2 separate regions of the Danio rerio genome follow, and region 2 is linked to region 1. A link is a contact called in public HiCAR-type data. All regions are on one chromosome and are shown on one strand. Each heading gives the region's core, a stretch centred on a gene start, on an enhancer-like site or on the middle of the called end of the contact. The rest is flanking DNA. Distances are from core to core; before and after follow the strand shown. Region 1 overlaps cdc42ep4b (CDC42 effector protein (Rho GTPase binding) 4b). Region 2 overlaps sdk2b (sidekick cell adhesion molecule 2b).

Evidence for each region. HiCAR-type assays count read pairs that join an accessible place to other places.
Region 2: a HiCAR-type map of caudal fin shows a contact between it and region 1, with 5 times the contacts expected there. The contact joins two enhancer-like sites. A contact is called at or near these places in 1 of 18 Hi-C or Micro-C datasets (embryo) and 1 of 4 datasets of contacts at active chromatin or transcription factors (caudal fin).

Annotation. Positions count from the first base shown.
Region 1 is chr12:39,377,197-39,381,320 of GRCz12tu, forward strand. The region is part of intron 1 of cdc42ep4b (CDC42 effector protein (Rho GTPase binding) 4b); the gene reads right to left. Among named protein-coding and RNA genes, the nearest start is that of si:ch211-152f22.4, 23 kb to the left of the region's middle. Within about 2 kb of position 1,340, at least 10 of the 62 cell types and tissues checked have an H3K27ac peak or open chromatin away from gene starts, as enhancers often do. A contact at or near this core is called in caudal fin, where this site is marked.
Region 2 is chr12:39,476,007-39,480,354 of GRCz12tu, forward strand. It overlaps sdk2b (sidekick cell adhesion molecule 2b), which reads right to left. Exons shown (of 45, transcript XM_009306870.4): 26 at 3,398-3,513; 27 at 2,333-2,522; 28 at 2,146-2,244; 29 at 1,254-1,448. Among named protein-coding and RNA genes, the nearest start is that of cdc42ep4b, 72 kb to the left of the region's middle. Within about 2 kb of position 1,370, at least 9 of the 62 cell types and tissues checked have an H3K27ac peak or open chromatin away from gene starts, as enhancers often do. A contact at or near this core is called in caudal fin, where this site is marked.

The DNA of each region.
Region 1 (4,124 bases), core at 90-2,589:
ATTAGTTTTTTTATTGGGAATTTTAATTGTTTTGTTCAATCTACTTAAATGTATTATTTTAGCTCAATCAATTTGTGTTGGGGTAACATAAGTGAATTGTGTGGAAGTTGAACCTTAGATTTTTTTTTACAGTGCATTACACAATCACAGTTTTCTGTTTTTTCCCCCCATTGAAGATTAAATGCATATTTCACTTTCAGAATAATAACTCTATGAATCCAAAATAACAATATTCAAAATATTTTCTTGTGAATATGTGGGCTATACCTCACTTTCAGTGAAACCGTGATCTGGCTAAAAGCATAAAAAGCTGTTCTGTTTTTAGATGTTGTTATTATTAACTACAGTTACAACCAGTTTTTCCTGTTAAGGCCCGAGGCTTCATATAGACTCTGATTTAAGCAGGGAATAAACACATGAAAATGTACATGAAAACACACCTGAACACTCCTTATACACACTCATAAATCTATCGGCGATAAATGTAAATGTGTTTACATCCATTCAGACCAACACAGAGAGCCACACGCTCGAGTATTTGTTTTGATACGAACACAGTGCAACCAAAACATCAATGTACGCTAACAATGCTAGAAATGTAAAGTGTGTGGAAAAGCAGACATTTTGAAGACTCCACTTGTCTTTCATTGCAGTGAAATCAGAATAAAAGTAGAATTTGAACTCTGAAGAGGACAATATTACGCAATTAAAATAATTAAATAACCAAACTCCTGTTAAGCCAACAGAACCAAATACAAAATGAGAAAAAAAAATGAAATTAATTAAAGTTAGGCCTGTGAAAAGAATCAATATATTGACTTATCGCACAACACATGGACTAGACCTAAATTATTTTTGGTGATGCAATATGTATTGCTCATTAGGGGATGTAACAGATCGTGGCTGATCCGTGATTCATACGAATCAACCATATAGTATGATGTTAATGTAACTGAATGAGGATTGGAGCTTTAGAGTTTTACAGTGGTTAAAAAAAAAACACTGTAAAACTCAAAAGCTTCAATCGACATTAAAAATACCCTAAAATAAATGGCATGCATGTATTAATTAAATAAAACACCTTTTGTGTTCAAAATGAAAATGCATTGCAAACTTAGTCAAATTTGCAATGACATGAGGCTGAATAAATGATTTATTCATTTTTTGGGAAACTATTACAAGGAAACAGTAGAACCATTAGCAGATCAAAACTCCATCATCAAGCTGAAGGACAAAAAAACAGACACAAAACAACTCTGAGTTCAAGCACAGTGCGCAGAATATCAGCTTCCCAGTCTAGTTTGTGAAAGTTTTCTCTTGGCTTGGTCTAGGCAGGATATGATGAGTTAGAGAAGTCGACATTCAGCAGCCAGCGGGGTAAACAGATATACTTTGTGTGTGTGTGTGTGTGTGTGTGTGTGTGTGTGTGTGTGTGTGTGTGTGTGTGTGTGTGTGTGTGTGTGTGTGTGTGTGTGTGTGTGTGTGTGTGTGTGTGTGTGTGTGTGTGTGTGTGTGTGTGTGTGTGTGTGTGTGTGTGTGTGTTTTTTTTTGCTTTGCACTTCTCTGCCAAACATGCTAAAACTAACCACAAGGATTACACACCAGAATGTAGAAAACACAACGTTTTAACCAGGGAGTGTTCACAAGCCACACACAAACACACCTTTAAGTGTTTAATCCAGCACAGACTCGGAAGAATTATGCAACTGCCTACATTTCTACAGAAATGTACCTTATATTTTAGTGTTAAATGATATATTGGCGGCCATATCGCTTAATAAATATATATTTATATTTTTTACTGCTATCGCTCTATCAGCCAAATAAAAAAAACCTATTAAAGGGACAGTTTGCCCCAAAAATTTAATTTCTTCATCATTTACTCACACTCAAGAGGTTCAAAACTTTTATGATTCTATTTCTACTGTTGAACACAAAACAAGATATTCTACGAAAATGGTGTAAAAGGCCAGCCATTGACATTCATGATAAAAAAATCTGGCTGTTTTCCCAGAATTTTCAACTAAATTTCTGTTGTGTTCAACAGAAAAAAGAAACACAAACAAGTATGGAAAAAGTAATTGAAAATTTTCTTTTTTGGATGAACTATACCATTAGAACTTTAAAATAATCACACATTTGTTCGCATTTTGTAATTGTAATAATATTTAAATACTTTAATAAGGCAAATATATTGGCATTTGTCCAAATATCTAAATCAGTGCATCCCTTCTGTACACATTACTTTATACCCATTTCCAGGTGAAATGTCCACTAGATTTTGAAAACTTACCATTTTGCATGAATTGTAAACAAATTATAAAATTTGAATAACATATCTATCAAATGTATAGCTTTTCTGACATGGTAAACTTGCTCAGTAGATCACCTGGTACAGTGATGCAAGTTTTCACCTCACATTTAGGGTAGTTTATATGTACATTTTAAATTTTACAAGTTGACAGCATTAACCTTTCAGCAACATTCATTGGACATTTAATTTCTAAACTTTGGTAATATATACAACAAATAACATAAACATTGCCAAAGTCATGTTAAACACTATCACAAGACAACTAACATTTTGCTTTGAAATAATGTGAAACATGCAACAAGCAATGCAATATTATTTTGTAAGGTTATTAGATCCACATGCATTCCTTTGTTTTGGCATGGTGAGGATTAATAAACCTACATCTGAAATGAGAGAAAATATATATACTTTATAGAGCCTCTTACTCAGTGCTTAATTTGTGAATTGTGAATGTAGAGGTGAATGGAGAGGTGTCAAGCACGTAAGTAGGTAGCGAGGGTGGGTTTGGGAGTTGTTGCAGACGAAAATGAAGGTGGGGGGGGTAGATGGTGGGGAGTTGGATGGCAGAGGGTTGTAGCAAACAAAAGTGAACATGTTTGGAGAGTCGCGGAAGAAAGTGAACAGCGGAGGGGGATAGGTAAAACGAGGTGCCGGATCCGGCAAGTTCCAGCACAAATTAAGCTCTGTTCTTACTGTTGTGTTTGAAAAGTGCAGCCAAATCCACGTTTCAAGTATTGTAGAAATGAGCAGAATCCTCATATACTGAGCCTGGGTTGCTTATAACCAAAAAGACTTCACATGTAATGATGATACACATTTAAAGGGGTGATGAACTGCGAATCAAAATCCCGATCATTTTTTGACAAGAGGTCAGCAGTCTTTATACTGTAAACATTCAAGAGGTATCAGAACTCAATGCTTTCCGGTTACTCTAAAAACAGCGTATACTGAAGCCAGTCTGACAAAATGACAGGTTTTGTAATGTTCAAATTTATGATGTCATAGCGTGGATAAGCCCTGCGACTACTACACTGCATGTTCAGCAATGCTAATATTGAAAGCTGTGAGCCAATCAGAGCAGTGCATTTACATCCGAGTCTACAATAGGCCTATTTAAAAATGTGTTCTGATGAGGGGCTCAAAAACAGTCCAGAGAATAATCAGTTACTTCGATATTATGAAGATTTTTTTTTTTTTATGTAAAATACATTATATATTACACAACATAATTTATGAGTGGATCTCAGTGTACAGTACAAAAAAAAAGAAAAAAGTAGCCCATGGCCCCTTTAAAAGAAGCTTTACCTTTTTCCTCAAAGAAGCTCTAATTGTATACTTTGTCAGTAAGTGTTCTGCAAGGTGAAGGTTGCAGCTCTGTAATCATGGCGTATAAACAGTCAGACCCGTGGCCCTACTAATCAAGTGGATGATTAACTTTCCACATCCTTTCCACTGCACATTCCTGCCGTCTTCCTCTGCCAAAAGCCCATGGGTTCAGATCTAGCCAACAATCCTCTCACAGCTGTGTAATTCTGCACAGACGACTTCAAACCAAGTTGAAAAGAGTGCAAATAAGAATCGCTTTTCCAAATGCAAACGGCATAATCTCATTTGAACTGTTAGGGAGAGCAATCGTTTGGAGTTTAGGCCTATAATCCCTTCCAAATGGGACAGAGGAGAATGAGAACTAGTGAGCCAGAAGGGCTGAGTCTTCTCCGGGTGTTTTCAGAAGTCTTGGGGCTGGAGAGTCTGGGACGCAAGCATGAGAGTGTTGAAGAAAAGCAGACACGCATCGGGTGGTGCCATCTTG
Region 2 (4,348 bases), core at 120-2,619, 99 kb after region 1:
GGACCGAGTTTGGACTCCCCTGGGATAGGAGTAAGGTTAGAGTTGGAACTATTTTGGTTTAATTGTTTAAGATATGTGAAAGCAATGTTGGAGAGAGGCTCTTTGTCCTGGACTGAGCTGCATTTTTTACCAGTGTTAGAAATATTGTCTGAATTGATGGAAATGTGAATGTAAAAAGTACAGAAATGTGTTAATTAATTATGCCATTCCTTCTGGAAAAGACTTCTGTTGTAATAACTTTCATTTTTAGCATGATAATTATCCGCTAATTGCAATAAAATCCTATTCGAAGATAGAAAACAGCTAATGAAACACAGACAGTCATGAAATGGGCTCTATCGGGTCCAGACCTGAATTTTATAGAGACTGTATGAGATCATCTGGACAGAAAAAAGCTGTGGCACTCTAAACCTCAAGAAGAACTCTGAAAAGTGTTAAAAGAAGTCTTTTGAAGTTTTGAAACAGTAAAAAAAAAGAAATTTTGCACAGTACTGTATACATTTTTTTACTATTTCTTAACGTTTTTGAGAGCTTTGATTTAAAATATTTAATTAAAATTTTATTTGTAATTTTTTATCAAATATTTGACTTTACTACTAAATAATTAACGTATAATTATTACTTTAACTTTATAATACTGAATTACTGTTAGAAATGAACAGTAAAACAAAGAGAAAACTGAAGTCATTGCATTTGGGAACTGACGTGTGGTTCTCAAGGTGAATGCATGCCTTGGCTCTAATGGTCAAACAACAATAAATAGGGTCAAGAATCTTGGTGTGATTCTGGAGTCAGATCTGAGTTTCAGTTTCAGTTTCAGTAGTCATGTCAAAGCAGTAAGTAAATCAGCGTACTATCATCTCAAAAACATTGCAAAAATTAGATCTTTGTCTCCAGTGAAGACTTAGAGAAACGTCTTCATGCTTATTACTTGTCTATAAATCACTAAATGGTCTAGGAACTCAATACATTACAGAGATGCTCACTGAATACAAACCTAACAGATCACTCAGATCATTAGGATCATATAAACTAGAAATTCCAAGAGTTCAGTCAAAGCAGGGTGAATCCACCTCCAGCTACTATGCCCCCCCACTGATTCCACTGCTGAATTGTGCAAAAATAGATCTATAAAAAGTCAAAATCTGACTTTAAGTTATTTATTTATCTTAATCACACCAGACACACTGATGTAAAGCTCAGTTTGAGTTTGTTTTTCCCCATTGTTGATGTGTGATAATAATGTAGATTACCTCTCTTCTCGGTAGTGACGACTAAGGCTTCCGCCGCCTCTCCCCATCCCTTGCGTGTCTGCGCTCTGATACGAAACACATACACCGATTCCGGCCTCAGTCCAGTGACAGTATACTGCCGTGCGCTGGAGTTCAACACGTCAAACGTGGCCGTGTTGCTATTGGTGGAGTTCAGCCGGTATGTGATCTGATAGGCTGGAGAGGGAAATTATGACATCATAGACATCAGCACAGGACAATATGTGCTTTTCCTTGCGTGCCATCAGGGACATGCAACACATTGATTAGAGGAAACACATTCTAATGAACAAAAGCAAAACAAACGGGATTCTGTTTACAATGGACTGTTCAAGAATGGAAGCAATTATGTGTTTTTAGCTTGAGGTCAGATTTTATTATTCTTTTAATAGACTTTAATTTCAAAGTGGCAGTAAAGATATTCACAAGGAAACAAAATATTTCTATTGTAATTAAATGCTGTTGTTTTAAGCTTTGGTGACATTAATAATAATGAGAAACACATCTTCAGCACCAAATTAGCCTATACAATTTTTTTGTTTGTTTGTTTTATTATGAGACTTTAAGGACTAGATTAACAACTGAAACTGAGTCTTAAAATATACAAAAACAGAACTACTTAAATGCAGCCTTAGTTTGCATTTCTTTCAAAAATAATAAAACAAAAATATAATTTACATGACATTGTGTGATTGTTTTTATTTGCACTAAATTTCATTAACCATAATACTGAAAATAATGTAACTCTTTCTGTTTGCATGATGGTAAAAGAGGTCATTTAGAAAACAAGCATGCAAGTATAAACATCAGAAAGCAAAAATGCATGCACAATCAAACATGCAGACACACAACAAACAAGCAAACAACCTCTTACCGAGTATGATGCCATTGGGTTGGGAAGGTGGCTGCCAGATGAGTCTGACTGAGGTGGTCCGAACTTCAGGAAACAGAATGACAACAGGCGGCCCAGGAACTAAAACGGAAAAAATCATACAATATCAAAGACACATCTGAGTATATGATAAAGAAACTATTTATTAATGGTGCATTATCATGCCCACCGTCATCAAGGGTTCGCTCCAGGATTGAAGGAGTGCTGGGTCGACCGTCTCCAATGCGGGTAAAGGCTAAAACCTGGATCTCATATAGAACATACTTCCCCAGTCCGGTCAGTTGAACACTATGACTGGCGTTTCCTTCAACAGTCCAGAACTGAAGAGGAGAGTCTGAATCCTTCTCCTTGTATGCCACCTGAAAGTAGAAGTATAGAATTTCTAGTAAATGAAGTACAAAGAAACTTTAATTGTATGCAAAAATGCAAATTTGATTTTGTGTTCATTGAAGTAATTAAAATGTAGGTCAGAATGTTTGTAGGTAGCTTAGGATATTGATACACAAGTTTGTTGTTAGTCATTGGTCAACACTGGATCATTGTTTTTGCATTGCTCACTGGTAAGATCCAGGTAGTGGGTTTTAGCCAATTTAGCACATTGAATCTGCCATTTTTGCAATATTTCTAAATATATGTGGCATATCCACAAAAAAAAAAATGCTTTTCTTTCTAAGAGTTTTTGTCTTGTTTCAAGTCCAAATATCCATAAACTCTTAAATCAAGGAGCATTTTCCAGACAAGCGACACATATCGTATTGTTTTCAGAAAAAAAATACTTTTTTTTTTCCATAAAGGGAACCCATTATGCCGCTTTTCACAATACGAGTGTGTATGTGACATTTCAGCGCAAAATATACCAAACATTATGTTTTATAACTCTTTAAAACCACCCATTTTAGGCTTTGATCCAATTTGCGCCATTTTGGTGACTGACACTATAAATTCAAATGAGACTGTGGTCTTTTCAAAAGAGGGCGAGGCTACAAATGCCTATGTGTCAGCATAGTGGCAGATTAAAAGACAAGACAATCATTCTATGCTAATTAGGGAGAAATCGTCACTAATAGGTGGGGCTTCCCCATCTGATGACATGTACAAAAGGAGAATGTTGGGAAGTCTTTGCAGTGTGCTTAGGTCTTTTAGCCAAGATGTGATGCAAAGCACCACTATTTCAGTCCTATGATGTCAGTCTGTTGTATCACACCCTTTAGTTTAATTTTAATTCCTCACTGACCTTATATCCTAGGATGAGTCCATTCCGGTCAGGTTCCGGAACTTCAAACCAGCGGACCAGAATGCTGCTGGAGGTAGTAGCAAATGCAGAAACATTTGTGGGGCCACAAGAGGGGACTGCAGCAAAACAGAGGAAGACAGAAAGCTTCAAACAGATGAATGCTTCCGTAAAAGGCTTATGTGGATAAATTAGCCGTTTTGAATATGTCTGTGCGTACCAAGACCTTAATGGGGGTGTTTAATGCATATATGTGTGTGCAAGGGATTAAGTGTGTGATTTCTATACACATAATGCAACGGCAGTGAGGCCTGGAAGACACCAGGATTTGATCATTATTAAGGGAGTAACACAGAGAATCACTCTCTGGCACAAATCCCTGGACACTGAGAGCAGAATTGCAGACATTTGATTGGCTAAAAAAGAAAATACAGGAGAGTCATGTGCACAGAGCCATGTGTTACCAATTTCCTCAACACCCGCTTATTTATCCCAAAACCCACTTCCATGAATTCTAGTAACCACGGAGACCAAAAAGAGGAGGTCCAGAGAAAGTAAGGATTGCTTCTTTTTCATGGCACAAAATAAATGAAAAGACTTGCACTTGTGTGTGTGTGTGTGTGTGTCTGTGTGTGTGTGTTTGCATCTGTGTCCATTTATGGCATTTAAACCGGAAATCCTGTGCCCATGTTTTACACATGATAATTTAAAACAAGCTTTAAGCTCAACATATGCGATCCATAATCAACTTGTTGCTAAAACCAACTTTTTAATTTCAGCATTTTAAAACAAATTGTATTAGTTAAAAAAGATATTTAAAAAATATTTTCTATCTTTTTGAATTTTTATTTCATTTTATTTGTATATTTGTCTGTATATTTTAGTATATACTTTATATTATTTAGTTGAAATAGTTGATAAGACAATCTTTTGAATATTTGTTTGATATAATTT